Regions from separate parts of the Macaca mulatta genome. Here region 1 is linked to region 2. A link is a contact called in public Hi-C data. All regions are on one chromosome and are shown on one strand. The core of a region is the stretch at or near the end of the contact, and the rest is flanking DNA. Distances in the headings are between cores, read along the strand shown.

Region 1 (5,697 bases), core at 883-3,382, 54 kb after region 2:
CCAGGACAGCAGGCCAGGCCTGCGCGCTCCCGCAGCGCACGGCCAGACGCGATGGCCCTCAGCACGGAGCCCAGCCCCGCAGACGGCCTCGAAACTTAGAGCCAGAAACAGCGCAGGGGACCGCCCTACCAGAAAAGCAAGGCGGAGGCGGAAAACCACCTCGAGGTCCTGCCTGCCGCTCCGCGCCTGCGTCTGCGTCTACGACTGCACCGGGGTTGGTCGGGCCGCCGTGGGGTGGGGCCGCGCAGGCGCGTTGGACGCGAAGCCGTGCGGCGCTGGCGGTGGTGAGTTCCAGGAGGCGGCCTGGGGGGGGCGAGCGCGCTGTGGGTCGGCTCTGCGCTGCTTCAGGGCGCCTCCCGCTCGCCGGGACTGAGTTCCGCGCCGGCGTGGCCTGCTGGGTTCTAAGCGCCAGGGGTCGGCTCTGCAGCTCTTAGCTTTGGGGACGGCACCGAGGAGCGGGGTGTGGGCCTCGCGGAACTGTCCCCCCTGACCTCAGGCAGCGCTGGGGCGAGAGAGGGCACGCGGAGGCTCGCGGGGACCAGCAGCAACCCCCGGACCAACTCAGCCGTCCCTGCTCACAGGCGCCGCCCTCAGGAGCCTCGGCCGGGGCTTAGGACGCCCCGGTGTGCAGAAGAGAAGCGGGATCAGGTTCACGCACACCCGCGACGGGATCGTAACTTTTGTTTTGTTTTGTTTTGAGACAGAGTCTCACTCTGTCGCCCGGGCTGGAATGCAGTGGCGCGATCTCGGCTCACCGCAGCCGAGAAGGAGTTTCGCTCTGTAGTCCAGCTGGAGTTCAGTGGCACAATCTCTGCTCACTGTAACTTCCGCCTCCTGGGTTCAGGTGATACCCCTGCCTCAGCTTCCTAAGTAGCTGGGATTGCAGGCGCCCACCACTATGCTCGGCTAATTTTTGTACTTCTAGTAGAGATGGGGTTTCACCATTCTGGCCAGGTTGATCTCGAACTCCTGACCTTAGGTAATCCGCCCGCCTCTGCCTCCCAGAGTGCTGGGATTACAGGCATGAGCAACCGCGCCTGGGAAGATTGTAACTTTTTTTTTTTTTTTTTTTTTTTTTTTGAGACGGAGTCTCGCTCTGTCGCCCAGGCTGGAGTGCAGTGGCCAGATCTCAGCTCACTGCAAGCTCCGCCTCCCGGGTTCCCGCCATTCTCCTGCCTCAGCCTCCCGAGTAGCTGGGACCACAGGCGCCGCCACCTCGCCCGGCTAATTTTTTGTGTTTTTAGTAGAGACGGGGTTTCGCCGTGTTAGCCAGGATGGTCTCGATCTCCTGACCTTGTGATCCGCCCGTCTCGGCCTCCCAAAGTGCTGGGATTACAGGCTTGAGCCACCGCGCCCGGCCGAAGATTGTAACTTTTAAAGTCATTGGCAACCCATGCTTCCTGGAGTTGCATCTGGGGTCACCCAGCGGAGAATCCCATCGCATTTGATATGCCTTTATACACCACGCTCAGTTCAGGCGAGGGGAGTTCACAGCCAAGAGCTAGGGGCCAGCTGATAATGTCCTACTTGATTCCATAGTCAAGGAACTGGGTAATCAGCAAAATCGTAACTTTTGATGAACCCATCAGATGGCAGCCATTTAGCCAGAAATCTAAGGAAAGAGAGGCCTCCAAGACCCAACCATGAACATGAGAAGGGGGTTCCATACAAGCAGATAAGAAAACAGTTTTAATGAAATGCTGTATACCACGTGTGGACTAGTGTGAGGGCATAGAGCAGCTGGGAGCAGCAGAAACAGGAGAGTTTGCACCCACTCTGGCCTCTTCTCCACCAGCACTCACTGGGGGCTTGTGGTTAAGAATGGGGCAGAGCGGGAGACTAGAAAGCTTTTACTGTGGTGCAGACCTGGAGGAAGAGATGGCTGCTCTGGCTGGATGCTGTCTGGATCCTTCTCTCTAGTACAAAAACCTTAAACCACTGGAATATGGACAGCAAATCCTGTCACTCTGGGCACCGGTGAAAACCTGTTTCAGCTGGGTATAGAGAGAAGGGTACGGTGGGGAGGCAGGAAACTCCTAGGACTATATCATTAGGGTCTTCATAGCTGGGAAAGGTGCAGGATTTCTGAGAAAGCCTGTGACCCAGGGACAACCCATCTCTTGATCTTGCAGATGGCGTCCCATGCAGAGTGCCGGCCTCTGGGAGTGTTTGAGTGTGAACTCTGTGCCTTGACAGCTCCGTACAGCTATGTGGGACAGAAACCCCCCAACACGCAGTCGATGGTGTGAGTCCATGCCTTTTGGGCCAGAGCCCGGGAGGCCTGTGCCCAGTGCTGGTTGGTGGGTGCTACGCCTAGGTCTGACAACTGGCTCGGGTGTGGAGCTTTAGGCCCCAGCCTGGCCAGGCTCTGGATGCTTCCGGTGTAATCTCTGGAGGCCTGGGCAAGGCTTGGGGTCTGACTCTTCCAGAACCTTCCTCCACACCCTCGCCCAGAGTCCAACACCTGCTCTAGCTGTGGGGGAGCAGCTCAGCAGCTGGGGGACCTATGGTGGCCTCCCACTTTGGGGCTGCGCCCTTGCCGTGACACTGTAATGGGAGGCGTTTCTCCCTTGCAGACTGGACTAGAGCCAGTGGGTCCAGGGGCTTATCTCTTGACCTCCAGCTTGTCCTTCATCAAATGCCACTTTGTTGGAAAGCCGGCCAGTGTGTTACTCACATGGGATGCAGTGGGGCGGCGGGGAGCATGGCTTTTTCCTTCTGGCTGTGGTCCCTCTGCTGACCAGGAGCCTGAGTGTCATCATGTCACCCTGTGGTCTCATTGTGATGTGTAGCGTGAGGCCAGCTGGCTGCCAGCGGCTGTGAGGGTGTGGCTTGGGGGTAGGGAGGCCTGGGGTATTCAGATGGCGGCCTTGTGCCCGCACCCCAGTGAACCAGTCAGGGTCTGGGGACCCACGTTGCAGCAGCCCTGCTTTTGGCTGAAAACAAGGGGTTCTCTCTACCATAGCTGTTACAGAGGTGAGAGCAGGTTCAATTTCAATGCCAGTGTGGCCCCCAATTGCTGATCCTTTCTGTCACTGCCCTGCAGCACGGGTGGCCTAGTCTCCTGCCCTGATGAGCCCACGCAGGTGTACAGGCCCTGCGGAGGTCCAGGCGGCTGCTGCCCGGCCATAGCTCATGGCTGATTTTCCGACAGCAGAGATTTGGGTTGTTCTGACGCTGGCATCACTCTCCTGCAGCCTCCTGGAGGAAAGCTATGTCATGAAGGATCCCTTCACCTCCCACAAGGACAGATTCGTGGTCCTCGGCTCGCGCTGCAGTTTGTGCAGCAGGCTGGTGTGTGTGGGCCCGGTAGGTAAGCAGCGTGGGCTGGGGCCGCCTGTCCTTGCTGTGGTTATCCTGGAGCTCTCACTGGGTAGGGAGGACTGAGAGGGAGGGACCAGCTGGTTCACCCCATTATAGATGGGGCCCCCCAGCTGATGAAAGGGAGAGGTGAGAGGGCAAGCTAGGGTCAGTTAGAGGGTTTCAGCCTGGTGTAGGAATGGAAGTCGGTTCTTGGTGGCTCTGCACCCACCCCAGTGGCCCCTCAGGGTTCCTCTCCTTCCCACCAACCGTGCAGACAGTCCTTGTGCTCCCTCTCACCAGGATGGTGACTTACTTTCTAGATGTTCTTGGAGGGATCTCCCAGGAGAAGGGACTGTCCTTTCTTGAGCACTTGTTGTGTGCCAGGTCCTGTGCTTGGGACCTGTTTTCCTGCGGAGGCTTCATTCAGTCCTGCCCCTAACTTAGTTAGGTAAAGCAGTATTATATTCCACCCATTTTATAGATGAGGGAACTGAGCTTCAGAGAGGCTGGGTGGGCCAGGTTCACCTGGGTAGCTGAAAACCCAAGGACGGATGGAAGTGGAGCAGTGTGGCTTTTCCAGCGTGACCAGTGTACTCAGAGTGACCCTGGAGTCTGAGAAGTCCCTGAGCATCTGCCACAGAGCGACACGCACAAAGGGGAGCTGTATCAACAGCCAGGGGGACGAGATGGGCCAGGGTGGGAGGAACCTCCGCAGTGTGGCATGGGAGTATCTGAGGCTTATGGAGGAGCTGGCAGTCCAGGAGAAGCTGGGAAAGGAAGACTGCAGAGGTGTGTGGGCCAGGTGAGGAGGTGGAGGTCTTGAATGCAACACCTTGGCCTTGGGCTGCTCTTCGTGAGCAGCGGGGTGGCGGGGTGGGGGGCCCACGCAGGTACCACGAGTCTGCAGCTTTCTTTGTTAAAACAGTAAGTTGTTAGTGAGCGATCTGCATGGCAAAGGGTCTTTTCTAAGAACTGCAGGAGGGCAGCCTTATGTTTGCGAGCACACTAAGCTTTAAGAACAGACAGACACCAAAAATAAGAGTGGCCTAAGTAAAGCAAATAGTTATTGACTCATTTTCTCCCTTATAATGGTGGCCTTGGCTGGAAGGGCACCCCTGTTGTCTTCAGCAGAGTCTCCATTTGGGTCCCTTTTGGCTGTGGCAGCTCCCACCATTGTATCTGCATCCCAGGCAGCAGGAAGAGATGTGAGAGCACAGTCCATTCCTTCAAAGGGCATGAGCAGGAGGTGGCACACACAGTTGCTGACACCCCGAGCAGCCTGACTCACATGCCCAGTTACAGAGGGGGCTGGGGAATGTCATCCTTAGCCATGTGCTGTGCACCGTGATGAATCTCGGGAGTTCTAGTGTGTAAGAGAGAGGAGAGAGGACATGGCTGGACAGTTCTGGCCTCCTGCCCAGACTAGCTGGTTCGTCCATGGCCTCTTTGGTCTGTGGGGCTGTCCTTCCTGTCCCTTGCCGCTCCCAGCACCAGGTGTCCACTGTTCCTGCTGTGATAGCTGGGAGGGGAGGACTCTGGGATTTTCTGGGCATAGCCTGTGCTCCAGCTTTCCATTATTATCGCTGCCCCGTGATGGAGCAGAGCATGCCCCAGAGCCTTTCTGTCTCATCGCAGCTGTTCCCACCCAGGGTAGCCCAGGCCTGCATTGCTTTTCTCCTGGATACCCTGCCAGGCCCTCAGGCCTGGCTCTCCCTCTTGCTGGTCTAGCTCTGGCCACCTGTCCACACTGTGCATGCTGGAGCCCTAGCCCAGCTCCTCAAGTGTGGTAAGGGCTGGACCCTGGGAGGAGCTGCACCGTGTTCCCAGGATACTCAGTCTCCATCCTTGTCCCCTTTCAGGAGTGCAGCTTATTCTACTCCAAGAGATTCTGCCTCCCTTGTGTCCAGGAGAACATCAGTGCTTTTCCTCAGGAAATTCGGCAAGACTTGGAGAAAAGGAAAGCTCCATCAAAGAGGACCCCCAGCCAGCCCGGTTCTCGGATGTGAGTGCAGCCAGGGCTGGGTCATCGGGCAGCACCCTGCACAGAGCTCCTGGGCCAGCCTGCGCCGGGGATGCTGCCGAGCTGGGAGCTGCCATGCCTGGCCTTGTTTCTGGACCACTGGGAGCAGCACTGCAGCCCAGGGGAGCTGGAGTCCAGTTTGGAGCAGCCACAGGCCCAGGGAGCTGTAGCAAGAGGGTAGCCCAAAGGCAGATGCCAGACAAGACACAGCCAGGAACCTGGCCAGGTGTCCCCACATGCCCCTCAGGGCCCAGGCCTGAATGAGTGCTGCTCAGATGTGACTGAGAGGGATGACCTCCTTCAGTAGGGCAGCTCCTAAGAGGCCACGTGCAGGTGCATGTCAGGGGAGATGCCACACTGTATCGTGGCCATGA
Region 2 (6,320 bases), core at 3,769-6,268:
AACCTCCGCCTCCCGGGTTCAAGTGATTCTCCACCCTCAGCCTCTTGAGTATCTGGGATTGCAGGTATGCACCAGCATGTCTGGCTAATTTTGTATTTTTAGTAGAGACGGGGTTTCTCCACGTTGGTCAGGCTGGTCTCGAACTTCCGACCTCAAAACTCAAAGATTTATGAGCTGTAGGCAAGGTTGTGGGGAAAGAGACAATTCCTACACTGCCAGGGAAGGTGTAAAGTATCACAGCTCTCTAGAGGGCCTGGCAGTACCTATCAAAGTAAGAAATACACACCCTCTTCGACCCAGCAAGTCTACTTTTGTGAGTGTATCCTACAGACACTAGCAGGTGTGGAAAGCAATGTGTCGTGCAGTTATGCGGTGTCCACAGTTATTTACAGCAGCATCACTGGTAACAGCAAGACACTAGGCACAAACTAAACGTTCACCCACAGCAGATGAGATGAGTAACACATCCCCATGGTGGAACCCTATATAGGTACAAAAACTAGTAACGCTCTTCATGTGTTGATACACAATATTCATCAAGATAAATTAAGCCTGAAAAACAAGACACAGGACAGGGCTCTCCATGCTATATGGAAAGGGGGGCGCAACACTCTGTGTGTGTTGGCTTGCACTTGCACAGATTGTGTCTGGAAGGACACCCAAGAGACTGATGACATCGATGGCCCTTGGAGGGGGCAACTAAGTGACTAAGAGATATAGAGAGGGAGACGTTTCACTTTTTACACCTCTGAATTAGGAAGTCAATTTCAGAAACTTCCAACTGTCTGGCGTGGAAAAAGAATCCAGGACTAGAACTCAGGGAAGCAGTCTTCTGCTCCAGACTCTGTGACTGGCTCCAAGGGGCCCCGGGCTGGCTGACTTGCTCAGCCTGCAAACACGTGAGCACCCACAACAGACCACATCCTCCACCAGGTGCCAGGCAGACTTGGGGTACATGCAGCCTGCCCTGGAGGGTGCCCCAGGCAGTGCGGTGAGAGATATGTAGAGGTGGGAACACCTCTGAGAAAACACCAAAGTGCGTGTGTGAGATGAAGGGGTCAGAAGAAGTCAGAGTGGCTGGAAGAGGTGAAAACACAAGTTGGCTCAGATCACAGAGGGTTTGCAAGCCACGGCAAGGGGCTTTCATTTTCTCCAAAATGGGACAGGAAACTATTACAGGGCTTTAAGAAAAGAGCTTTAGGCCTGGTGTGGTGGCTCACGCCTGTAATCCCAGTACAGTGGGAGGCTGAGGCAGGTGGATCACTTGAGGTCAGGAGTTCGAGACCATCCTGACCAACATAGTGAAATGCCGTCTCTACTAAAAATACAAAAATTAGTCACGCGTGGTGGCACATGCCTGTAATCTCAGCTACTCGGGAGGCTGAGGCAGGAGAATCACTTGAACCCAGGAGACAGAGGTTGCAGTGAGCCAAGATCGTGCCACTGCACTCCAGCCTGGTGACAGAACGAGACTCCATCTCAAAAAAAAAAAAAAAAAAATTCTGGGTGCAGTGGCTCACGCCTGTAATCCCAGCACTTTGGGAGGCCCAGGTGGGTGGATCACAAGGTCAGGAGATCAAGACCATCCTGGCTAACATGGTGAAATCCCATCTCTACTAAAAATACAAAAAAAAATTAGCCGGGTGTGGTGGCGGGTGCCTGTAGTCCCAGGTACTTGGGAGGCTGAGGCAGGAGAATCGCTTGAATCCAAGAGGTGGAGGTTGTAGTAAGCCAAGATGGCGCCATTGCACTTCTGCCTGGCCGACAGTGAGACTGTCTCAAAAAAAAAAAAAAAAAAAGAAAGAAAGAAAAAAAAGAGAAGAGCTTTATAATCTAACTTGTGTTTTAAAAAGGTAACGTTTCTGTATAGAAAGTGTATCTGAAAGGAAGCATTACAAATGAACATACTAGCCAATGGGAATCATATATAAGTAGGAGCGGGTGAGACAGCATGGCTGAGACCCAGAGAGCAGCATCTGGATGTAGATGGAGAGTCTGTAGACAGATCCAGGATATATTCTGAAGGTGGAGATGATGGTAGCTGGTGATGGCATGAATGTAGGAGGTTCTCAGTTTGGACAGCTGGGTGAAATGGAGAAATAAAATAGGTAAGAACAGGGCGTGTGGATGCAGACGGGGTATGCCGAGTTTGAGATGAGACGTGTGTGTGAAGACACCAAATAGGCAGGTGAATATATAAGCCCAGAGCTCAGAGGAGAGGCTGCGCTCAACACAAAACTTGGGCGCCACAGACAGCAGATGTGCTGTGCAGCCATGGGAATGCTGAGGTCGAAAGCACAAAGCTGTCCCAGAGCAGGTCTTGGGGAAATCAGCCTCAGAAGATGGCAGAGGAGGAGGAGCCCACACAGAGACGAGATACGCCAGCCAGAGAGGCAGGAGGAAAACCAAGAGCGCCTTGGACTCCAAGCAAGGGAAGTTTCCATAAGGACGAATGTTACTGAAAAGCTGACTGAAGATAGAAAAATGACAAGAGATTTGGCAATGTGAAAGTCGTCAGCGACTGATGAAAGCAGCTTGAATGGAGTGGTAAGGATGGAAGCCGGAACAGGAGGGATTGAGAGGTGGAAAAAAATGGCAGAACAAAAGTGAGAAAGCTCTCGAAGTTTGGCTTGGAAGGAGAAACACAGCAATGGAGAGCTAACGGAGGACACGTGGCAACAAGTGAGACAAGGGAACATATCTGTATGTGGATGAGCATGATCCAGTGGACAGGGGAAAAGTAAGGAAATGAAGCCAGGTCAACGGAAGTGGGGAAGGCCTCAAGAAGGAGCAGGGGGTGCAGTATGCATGTGGAAGGGACATATTTGAAAGGAAGGGCACATGACAGGAAGGAGGAGAGGGGTGCATAGGCAAGCGCCTTTCTAGACATGAAGAAGATGCAACATTGATTTGTAAAGTCTCCTTTATCTTGTAAAGTATCCTTTAAAGTTCCTGCAAAATGGAGGCATTGAGGATGCTTGGGGCCAGGAGCGGTGGTTCACCCCTGTAATCCCAGTACTTTGCAAGGCCCAGGAAGGTGGATCAGGAGTTTGAGACCAGCCTGGCCAATATGGTAAAACCCCATCTCTACTAAAAAAACAAAAATCAGACAGGCATGGTGGCGGGTGCCTGTAATTCCAGCTACTCCGGAGGCTGAGGCAGGAGAATCACTTGAACCTGAGAGGCAGAGGATGCAGTGAGCCAAGATCATGCCATTGCACTCCAGCCTGGTAGGCAGCATGAGACTCAGTCTCAAAAAGAAAGGATCCCTGGGTAGTGTGAGAACCGAAGGATAAAGCGATGTCAAAATGCTTTGTGAGGCTGGGTGAGGTGGCTCACACCTATAATCCTAGCACTTTGGGAGGCTGAGGCAGGCAGATTGCCTGAGCTCAGGAATTCAAGACCAGCCTGGGCAACATGGCAAAACCCCGTCTCTGCTAAAATTACAAAAACTAGCCAGGTGTGGCAGCGGGTACCTGTAATCCTAGTTACTAGGGAGGCCGAGGGAGGAGAATCCCTTCAACTCAGGAGGCAGAGGTTGTAGTGAGTACAGATCACGCCTTTGCACTCCAGCCTGGGTGACAGAGCGAAAACTCCGTCAATAAATAAATAAATACATAAAAACGCTTTCAGAAGCCGGGCGCGGTGGCTCAAGCCTGTAATCCCAGCACTTTGGGAGGCCGAGATGGGCGGATCACGAGGTCAGGAGATCGAGACCATCCTGGCTAACACGGTGAAACCCCATCTCTACTAAAAAATACAAAAAACTAGCTAGCTGGGTGTGGTGGCAGGCGCCTGTAGTCCCAGCTACTCCGGAGGCTGAGGCAGGAGAATGGCGTAAACCCGGGAGGCGGAGCTTGCAGTGAGCTGAGATCCGGCCACTGCACTCCAGCCTGGGCGACAGAGCGAGACTCAGTCTCAAAAACAAAAACAAAAACAAAAAAACTCTTTCAGAGAAAAAGAGGGTGTGGCCTGTAACTCATTCTGTGAAGCCGTACCCTCACCTTGATACCCAAACCGGACAAACACACAAGAAGAAAGGAGTTTTGGGCCAGGCTCACTCATTAACATGGTCTCAAAGATCCTAAACAAGTCTTAGCAAACAGAAACCAGCGACAAACAAAAAAGGAAACATCGAATTCAATACAATAAACATTTGAGCGCCCACAAAGTGTCAGGTACTGTTCAGGGCATGGGGGCACTGCGCTAAATAAAACTGATGAGAATCCTGGCTGTGATGAAACTTAAAATGGGGAGGAGGTGAAAGAAAACCAGAAAATAAAAGCAAATGTCATGTGTCTCACAGGTGCAGAGTGAGTACAGACGAGCACTTGAGAAAGAAAGAATGTCTCAAGGAAACATTAAATCAACCTCCATCGCTACTGAACGTCCTGAACAACAACAGCGTTGCAGCAGCTAGGACTTGCCTTCCTTCTTAGGGTTATCCATGTTCGCATCCCCTGCCCGGCAGGCTGAAGGCTCATCACGGCCGCCGCCTCCTTCCATGGAGAGAGTTGTCAGAAGTCACTGCAGGGTGGAACGGGGCCAGAAGGTGAGTGCATGTCAGGGCCCAGAGCTCCTGGTTCCTTCAGCCCTCGGCATACAGGGGCAGAGAGAGCTGAAGGCCGCGGCCAGGTCTGGAAGAGGCGGCGCGGAGGCCGCTCTGAAATGATCGCATCCCAGGGGACCCCAGGGGTCGGGTGCTGCCAGGCCGGGAGTCAGCCCGAACGCTATCGGACGAGATAACGGAATTCTCGGCTCGTGGGCCAGAGTGCTGAGGGCTCTGGTTGCCTGGGGGGCAGCCCTGGACCTCCTGGCATCCCCGACCACAGCGCGAGGGGCCCCGGTGACCCCTGCTCGAGCCCAGGCCCGGCTCCTGGCGGCGCGCGGCCCCTACCCGTCCAGGGAACAGCGGGCACCGCGCCGCACCTGGCCCACCGCGAAAGCCTCGCCCCCGACTCTGACCCCACCTTACCCAAAGCGGCCGATGCAGGACGCGCCTCCGGCACGGATTTAAACGCGGCGCCGGGCGACGCGGGCTGCCGATTGGTCGGTTTGAAAAGGGCTCCGAGAGGCGGCGGGCCCGGTGCATCCTGGGTATTGTAGTCGGGACGCTGGTAAGAAGCGTCCAGGGCGCATGCGCACTACTCCAGCACAGCGATTGGCTCCGCACGGCACCAGGGCGCATCCACACGGAAGTCTGCCCGGCCTGGCCGCTACGTGTCACCTAGCTATCCGCGTCAAGCCGGAACCATATATAGCAGTTCCTTGTGTGTAGGGAGAAAGTTAAAACTGCCACCTAAGGGTTTCCATGGGAAGACTAAAAGTAGGCTCACCCACCTGCTGTGAAGCAGCGCGCGCCAGCTGTTACTAACAAGTAATGAAAAGGCGGGGTCCCTGCCCGAGGCGCGCACAGGGGCGCCGGCTGACCCAGCGACCAGAGGGAGACTCATGGCCGGAGCTGCACAGCCTGTGGGGCCGGAGGGGAACCGTCGCCCTTGGCGGGCTTCCCCAACTGCCACGGCCTGAGGACGGCCGAGAACCTGACGGGAGCCTGTCCTGGGTTTTACAGGCCGGTTGGGGAGCTGCGCTGGAGGAGAGAGCCAGGGGCTGGGGCCCGGTGATGGAGCCTGCCTTGGGGAATCCATGTGTTGGAGAGGATGGGAAGCAGATAGGATAACCCTGACCTGAGCCATGGAGACGCAAGGACAGGACTGGTAGACGGGTCAGTGGGCAGCAACTTAAGGCTGACCTCACTTGAGCCTTTGCCTGCGAACGAAGTATAATACCCACCTCGGGGGCTTGAGGATCAAATGAGGGGCTCCACCCACGGCAAAGTGTCACTAAGCGGGAGCTCTGATTATCCATGACTGATGGATGGAGGAGGATGCAGGAAGAGGAGCCTGGGAGGACCCGCTCTGGAAAGGATGGAAATCGAGAGCACCATTCTCAGGGACGAAGATAAGCTGTTTACTTGGGGCAGGCTGCGGGGAGAGCTGTCCAGCAAGCAGCCACGGTGGGGGGGGGGGCGTGGGGGACCCAAGGTAGAGGCCTTCCAGGCTGGCTGAGGCCACCTCTGGGTCCCATGTCCCTGGTTTTGCATCATCCACACCAATCACTCCATGTTGCTGTGTTCATTCACTAGAAGACTGTGGGCTCATAAAGGGCAGGGCAGCCCTCACTCACCAGTCTCCCCAGCCTCACCCAGCCCAGCACAGGGCACCAGGCAGGGACAGAGTGCTGGGGTAGGTGGGTGTGGTCAAACAGCTTGGAAAGAGTTTGGCCTGCTCATTGCATTCCCCTCAGCTCATCCTGGGGAT

What was found. Hi-C and Micro-C count contacts between places; a contact is called where the count stands out from the background.
Region 1: a Hi-C map of cortical neurons shows a contact between it and region 2, with 2.6 times the contacts expected there. The contact joins the promoter of CDPF1 here to the promoter of GTSE1 in region 2. A contact is called at or near these places in 2 of 14 Hi-C or Micro-C datasets (cortical neurons and liver).

Annotation. Positions count from the first base shown.
Region 1 is chr10:5,230,564-5,236,260 of T2T-MMU8v2.0, forward strand. CDPF1 (cysteine rich DPF motif domain containing 1) reads left to right here and starts at 2,133. Exons shown (of 3, transcript NM_001194500.2): 1 at 2,133-2,245; 2 at 3,198-3,309; 3 at 5,163-5,597. The coding sequence starts at 2,133. The coding sequence ends at 5,309.
Region 2 is chr10:5,173,864-5,180,183 of T2T-MMU8v2.0, forward strand. It overlaps GTSE1 (G2 and S-phase expressed 1), which reads right to left and starts at 5,019. Exons shown (of 12, transcript XM_001110798.5): 1 at 4,976-5,019; 2 at 4,428-4,527. The coding sequence starts at 4,506. It overlaps TTC38 (tetratricopeptide repeat domain 38), which reads right to left. Exons shown (of 15, transcript XR_003719826.2): 15 at 5,181-5,918.